Linked DNA regions of Rattus norvegicus: region 1 is linked to region 2. Evidence: chromatin contacts called from public Hi-C data. All regions are on one chromosome and are shown on one strand. Each heading gives the region's core, a stretch centred on a gene start, on an enhancer-like site or on the middle of the called end of the contact. The rest is flanking DNA. Distances are from core to core; before and after follow the strand shown. Region 1 has its middle 26 kb from the start of Slc22a16. Region 2 overlaps Cdk19 (cyclin-dependent kinase 19).

Region 1 (3,555 bases), core at 353-2,852, 93 kb before region 2:
CTAAATCCCCAACCCCTCAGTTACTGCTCTTTATGCCCCCCCAGATACCTCCCTGCCCTTTGTAGAGGTCTTACACTGTGAGTAGTCGATCTTCCCCTGAATCTTTCTAAGTTACATGCATAAATGTTGTTACTGAGAGAGACCAAGAACAAGCTGAGCAGATGAACGGTTCTCATTTCCTGTATAACTGTTTTCTTCGCAAATATTTGATGCGAGGACCATGACGCTGGCTGATGTGTATCTTGCCACTATGCCTACATGGCCCGGGACATTCTGCATATACGGCCTCCACTCCCACGATTACGCCAGAGCCAAGTCCCTGAAGGATGTCCCACCACGATGCAAGATGCTCTGACACACAGTGTGGTTTTAGTGCACAGCTGCTCTCACAGAGAAGAGAAACGTTCCAAAGTCCAAGAAATGTGCAGTGAGAAAAAAATCGGGACAGAAGGAGGTGAGGTGGAAATCAGTCCCCACGGAGACCTGGGCCTCCTGAAAGGTGTGAGAGCTTACGTTTCGCAACCTCCGGTCTTCCATGTAAAAATCAGTTTAGAATCAAAGAACACTAAATAGCAGAGAGAGAGAGAGAGAGAGAGAGAGAGAGAGAGAGAGAGAGAGAGAGAGAGAGGAGAGAGAGAGAAAGACAGAGTTGAAAAGAAAGTCATTAGCTGTGTCTGAAAATCACCCACAATATGACACAGCGAGGCGAGAAGACAGAAAATGTGAAAGAAGGCTTAAGACCTGGAGCACAACGGGAGCTCTTCTTAATACATGCCCAACCTAGCATCCAGGAAAGAGGAGTGAGATCAGAGAAAAGGCGAGATTTGGACAAAGAAAAAAGATAAATGAGGGGGTTGGGGATTTAGCTCAGTGGTAGAGCGCTTGCCTAGCAAGTGCAAGGTCCTGGGTTCGGTCCCCAGCTCCGAAAAAAAAAAAAAAAAGATAAATGAGTTTCCAGAACTGATGTAGGCCACAGCTGCACGCACATCAGAAACTCCACTGACCGACATTGCCCCATGAACCTGTACGACGGACAGAGACGGTCATTTAAAACTGCAATGTCACCAAACTCAAAAGGAAGACGTTAAGGGAAATAAGAAAAGCAAGATCGATCTCCTGCAAAGAAAACAACTGGATTGTCAGCAGAACCCATTCAGATCCCAGAATCCTGTGTAAGGTGAGCTTCAATGTGAGAAGAGAGAGAGAGAAATGGGTGACACGCACCACGCCCAACCCCTTTTAAGAACGAGTAGAACACAATGAAATTTTTGAAGTAAACATTATGTACGGGCAAGAAAATGAGCGCTCCAAGGTAGTGCGAAGCTTAAGCTTCCTTTGGAACATACTCCAGGGATCTTTTTCTGAGAAAAACAGATTTAATAGGAGGTTAACATTCCCCGAGTTGACAGACAAAGACGGGCTTCTGCGCTCCCGACGCTGGGAACTCAGGAAGCAGCTGAGTGATTGGTGGTTTACAATGTCAGAGAGCAGTAATCACAATGAGCTCCCCACTCTCAATTACTTCCAGCATTGTCTGGCTGGGAGGCTATTCTTGAGAACTGAGATGTTTTTCTAAGCCATATTGTGTAGTTTCCACGTGCTCCGCCTGACTAATGCATTAGTCACAGGTTACAACATGAGAGACTCCATCCTTAACAACCCTGCTTCCCCAGTCCCACGGCCTCCATTCAATTCCCCCCAGCCTGTCTCCCAGACTACTTCTCCCCTTGGCAGAGCGTGAACTGCCTGCTTCTGGAAACCTTTAGCTCTGTCTTCTTTTTTTCCTCTCTCTCTCTCTTTTAATCTCCACATTCTGTCTTATGTAAACATTCACCATAGATCACCCATCCTTTGCTAGACTCCATTGTCTACGGTCAGATAGAGTGTGCCCCCAGCTGCCAAGAGAGCTGAGAGCAGGAGGCGCAAGAGGAAGCATGATGAGGATCTGAGGCAACGGGAGCAAAGAGATCGTAGGCTTTCTGTAGGGTGGGAGAGTGTGGACTAACCCAAGACATGTGGGAGAATGTGGGCTAACCCAAGACCCAAGAATCTGCATCAGCTTGGCAAACGAATGGAGCAGTGTGTGGCTGATGAGAACTGCAAAGGCTCAGGGGACAGTAGCTGCACTGTGGCATCCAGAGCCAGAGAATGTACACAAAGTCATGACAAGAGGTTAGCACGAAGGACAGACTGCACACAGGGCCCGACTGTGCCCAGGTCCCAAAGCAGCAGCATCAAGCCAATGACAGAACTAAAGGCAGAAGAGAAGGTAGACTCCTCCAGCTCACTGTACGCTGTATCTTCTGTCCTTTCTGCTGCTTCTGCGATTCTTGCGTATTTATTCACACAGAGGGGGCTATACTGAAAGCATGATAATCAGAATCAGAAGAACTGTGTACGACATTAACTTAACTTACAGACCACTGACCACGGAAAAGTTCCCTTTTTGACTCCTGACTATTTTATAGCTATAGGGGCTGGGAAAGGTCTTGAAAAGGAGTTTCAAGTTTAGACCACTGATGTCACAATTCTGTATAGTGACCACTGGGGCAAAGACAACATCAACAGGCTGTGCTATGCACAGTGCCCAAGTCCTAAGGCTTTGAGGACCCCAGCCACATTACATCTGATGTGGGAAAGGCACCTGACCCACATATTTACTTCTTTACTTATGTTGTGGTTTTACTGTGTCCCTCTATATGGCCTGGAACCCACTGTGTAGACCAGGCTGACCTTGAGCTTCCAGAGGTCTGCTTGTTTCCATCTCCTGAGTGCTGGGTTTAAAGGTATAGCCCAATACACCTGGCTTATCTTGTATTGGTTTGTCTTGAGACAGGGTCTTCCTGTATTGTTGAGGCTCAAATATCTGGGTTTCTGATTCAGTCCCCAAGTAGCTGGGACAGCAGCATGTGTCACGGTTTCCAGCTCACATTTAAATAGGTTTTAGATATCTTTTTTATTCTTGCAACCGTGTTCTCTGTCAGACTTTCTGCTGTACACAAAGACATGGTGAAATTATATGTAACTATTATATTCGAGTTATTATATATAATTACTAAACTATATATATATATATATATATATATATATATATATATATATCCATATCCAATGAAGAGGCAAAAACCTCAGTAATTTCTACAAGTAAACTCTAAAGAGTGATTTTCAGGAGACTGACATTAGCAGGAATAGGTCAGTGAGACCTAAGGTGGCATTAAGGAATATCAGAAGAGCAGAGAAAGAGACAGCAGCTAGCATCCTCAGCCCCTACTCCCAGGTAGAGCATTCAAGATGGAGGCCATCTTGTCCCAGACCTCATGGGTGGAAAAGGTCGTGAGGGTTGACCTTTCCAGAAACCCGCTCTCTGGAGTGCTAAAGAAGCCAACTGCTGAAAAGCTGTGCAAGGGGTGGTGAGGGAAGCTGGCCAAGGGGAGGCACCCACTCAGCTACTGCAGAGCCTGGAGCATTCCAGCAGAAGTCATTTGCTGGAAGGTGCTGGGGAGGCTGCCTCGGGAAGGCACAGTGCACTGCTGACATTGTGAAAACCTTCAACTT
Region 2 (3,074 bases), core at 12-2,511:
TACATTTCTGAAATGCCACAAAAACTAACTCAAGAAACAAATTACTGTAATTATGGTTTTGTATCTTATACTGTTCTGCACTTAAAATAATAATTTCTGTGGAAAGCTATTCTAAGGTGCTGGGATCTAGACTACAGCCTACATGACCCATTAGTGAACTGTGAAACCAACTTGCATGAGTTGCAATTAACATCTTTCCCACAAGTAACAGGACTAGGGGAAAAAGGAAATGCCAGTATCCAGCAATGGATCTAAGCATGAAGAAAAAGAAAGTGTGGACAGACATAAACAGCCTTAAAAAACTGAAAACCACTGTTATTAGATATTATGTTGATAGCATCTGAAATAGTGTCCTCAGAAGAAAAATCTTAATAATCTATTACTAGCCTAACCAAGAATTTTTTTAAAGGTATGTGTGTCATGTGAGTGTACATCTTCACAAGCAGTTGTGAGTCAACTCTCCTGGGTGCTGTATCAAACTAAGATCCTCGGCAAGTGGTCCTAACCACTGAACTACCTCGCCAGTGACCATAGTTATCTTTAAGACAATTTTTGGTATGGCTGACTTGAAAAGGATTCTACTTATCAAAGGAATAATGAATAAAAATACCATTCCTGAAAATTCAAAGAGGGAACTCAAACAACTATACAACATTAAGACAAACAATTTCTTATAAATGAACTTATGTACATACGTTGGAATAGCTTCACATTCAAAGCTACAACATTACTGTTGAGATTTTTAAGATTGAAAATTAGCTTTTTGTGTGTATCTATAAAAGAGATCACCAAAATAACAGACTTATTTTTAAATATCAAAGTTTCTGAAAATTCTAGAATATTGGCAAAAAAGCACAATATCCAAATATACATACAAGAGAGATCCAGGATATAGATCTAATATTATTATTTTAGGAACGATCTTGCTATACTGCCCTGGCTACTCTGGAACTACTGTGTTCAAACGATCCTCTTACCTCAGTGTCCTGTACAGGTTGTACTGCCATGTTCTATGGAGTATATTCTAAGCAGTGTTTCTTTGTGTCAAGAGCGTGCTAGTGCTAAGCACAACACCATCCTTTGACAATGACCTGTCTAATCCAAGCAAGCAGTCAGAGAATGACTGGCTCAGACTGGGAGCAGAATTCAGTAAAGGAAACATTGAAGAATGAATAAAACTGCAACACAACAGGGAAGAATGGAGCCAGGCTTTCAGGGAAGAATGGAGCCAGGCTTTCAGGGAAGAATGGAGCCAGGCTTTCTCTCCACTAGCGTGGCAATCAGATCGGGACTCAGTCACAGGGGTAAGCTCACTTGTCTTGGGCTAATGTCTTGGGCAAAGCTCACAGATCTCTCCCTTAGTTTACACGACCTTTCCCTTGTTTAGCCAACCATCTCTTACTTGATTTTTACTTCCCCAATCCTCTTCTTCCCCACACATTTGTAAGGTAGGAAATAATCCTCACATAGACAAGTGTCGGTCAGTGGGTAAACTGCAACTCTTATTCTAGGAGCAAGGTCAGCATGTGTGGGAGTGGGCGTGGCAGTAACAGGAAGGAAGGGATAAAGGTGGCAGCAACAGAACAACAGTATCCAGTGCCTGATTCCAGGACAAATGGTCCCGATGGCAGGAAGTAAATGGGCCTGGTAGGTAAAGTTTAGAGATAAGAGACAACAAGACAACTTGGAATAGGGGGATGACGGCCTTTCCTATCAGGCACACAGACTGAAGTCATCAGGATCTGGAGCTCAGGGACAGGGCTGCACTGGAGGTGAGGAGCCTGGGGTTCACACTGCGGAGAAGGGTGCCAAGTGACAGGAAGAGAATTAAATAGAGAACTCTTTATGAAAATAAATGTTAAAGTGCTCTTTTAAAAGAGACACAAGAGGGCTGGAGAGATGGCTCAGCGGTTAAGAGCACCCACTGCTCTTCCAGAGGTTATGAGTTCAATTCCCAGCAACCACATGGTGGCTCACAACCATCTGTAAAGAGATCCGATGCCCTCTTCTGGTGTATCTGAAGACAACTACAGTGTACTTATATATAATAAATGAATATTGGGGTTGGGGATTTAGCTCAGTGGTAGAGCGCTTGGCCCTGGGTTCAGTCCCCAGCTCCAAAGAAAAGAAAAAAAAAAAAAGAAAAAAAAAGAAATGAATAAATCTTAAAAAAAAAAGAGAGACACAAGAGAAAGAGGACACAAACCCAATGTCTAGAAGAGAAAAAAGGAGGTGCCTCCTTCACACAGGAGAAGGTACTGTTAGAAACAAAGTACCTGTCATAGAATGAGAAGACAGGACCTTAAACCCTAAGAGAAATTCCTACTAGATTCATCAGATTCTATTGGAGGTATTTGGAAACCAAAAAAGAATAGTTTTCATAAGTTCTACAGTCAGTATCATGCCTGTCTCAAACATTGGTGCAGCAAGGGTGTCAGTCCCGTGTGGGAATGTAAATACCTTTAAACTCAACTGCAGGAGAGACAGAGCCAGGATGTACGAAATGATGCTAAGTTGCCTTCAACAGGCAATGGACAGAAGCCAGCAGGCCGTGACTAGAGGTCACCAAGGGCTCGGAGAAGCGCTGCATCTTTTGGCTTTGTTACAACAGGAGAAACATTTTTAAAACAGAAACAGAAAAATATACAGGAAAATTGACATTTACTCAAATTTCACGTATTTCACAGACTGTTCCCTCATTATTTGCTCACTGTACCCCAAATTAACATGTAAAGATTCTAGCTTTTAACAAAATGAATTCTAAAATATTAAGTATCACATAACTATGACAAAATGACCTTCTAGCAAATGAGCATGGCGATATAGCTGGTAACCCACGGCCTTCTTCCCAGTAGCTGGTCTTCAGTCACACACACACACACACACACACACACACACACACACACACACACACACAAGAATGATGCCCTTGTAGCTGTAACAAGTGAAGATGGAGCTGGGGCAGCAGCACAAGGCCCTGCAGGAAGGTACCATAACCAAGGGCAAGGGCAACCTTCACCATTTCAGTTCTTAAAATGGTGACTTGGTAAGCTTAAACCATTAAAAAAAAAAAA

Evidence for each region. A called contact is a pair of places that touch in the nucleus more often than the background predicts.
Region 1: a Hi-C map of Schwann cells shows a contact between it and region 2, with 4 times the contacts expected there. The contact joins two enhancer-like sites. A contact is called at or near these places in 3 of 12 Hi-C or Micro-C datasets (the A7r5 cell line, Schwann cells and liver).

Annotation. Positions count from the first base shown.
Region 1 is chr20:45,499,773-45,503,327 of GRCr8, reverse strand. No RefSeq gene overlaps it. Among named protein-coding and RNA genes, the nearest start is that of Slc22a16, 26 kb to the left of the region's middle. Within about 2 kb of position 1,602, at least 44 of the 93 cell types and tissues checked have an H3K27ac peak or open chromatin away from gene starts, as enhancers often do. A contact at or near this core is called in Schwann cells, where this site is marked.
Region 2 is chr20:45,406,483-45,409,556 of GRCr8, reverse strand. The region is part of intron 2 of Cdk19 (cyclin-dependent kinase 19); the gene reads right to left. Among named protein-coding and RNA genes, the nearest start is that of Cdk19, 83 kb to the right of the region's middle. Within about 2 kb of position 1,261, at least 14 of the 93 cell types and tissues checked have an H3K27ac peak or open chromatin away from gene starts, as enhancers often do. A contact at or near this core is called in Schwann cells, where this site is marked.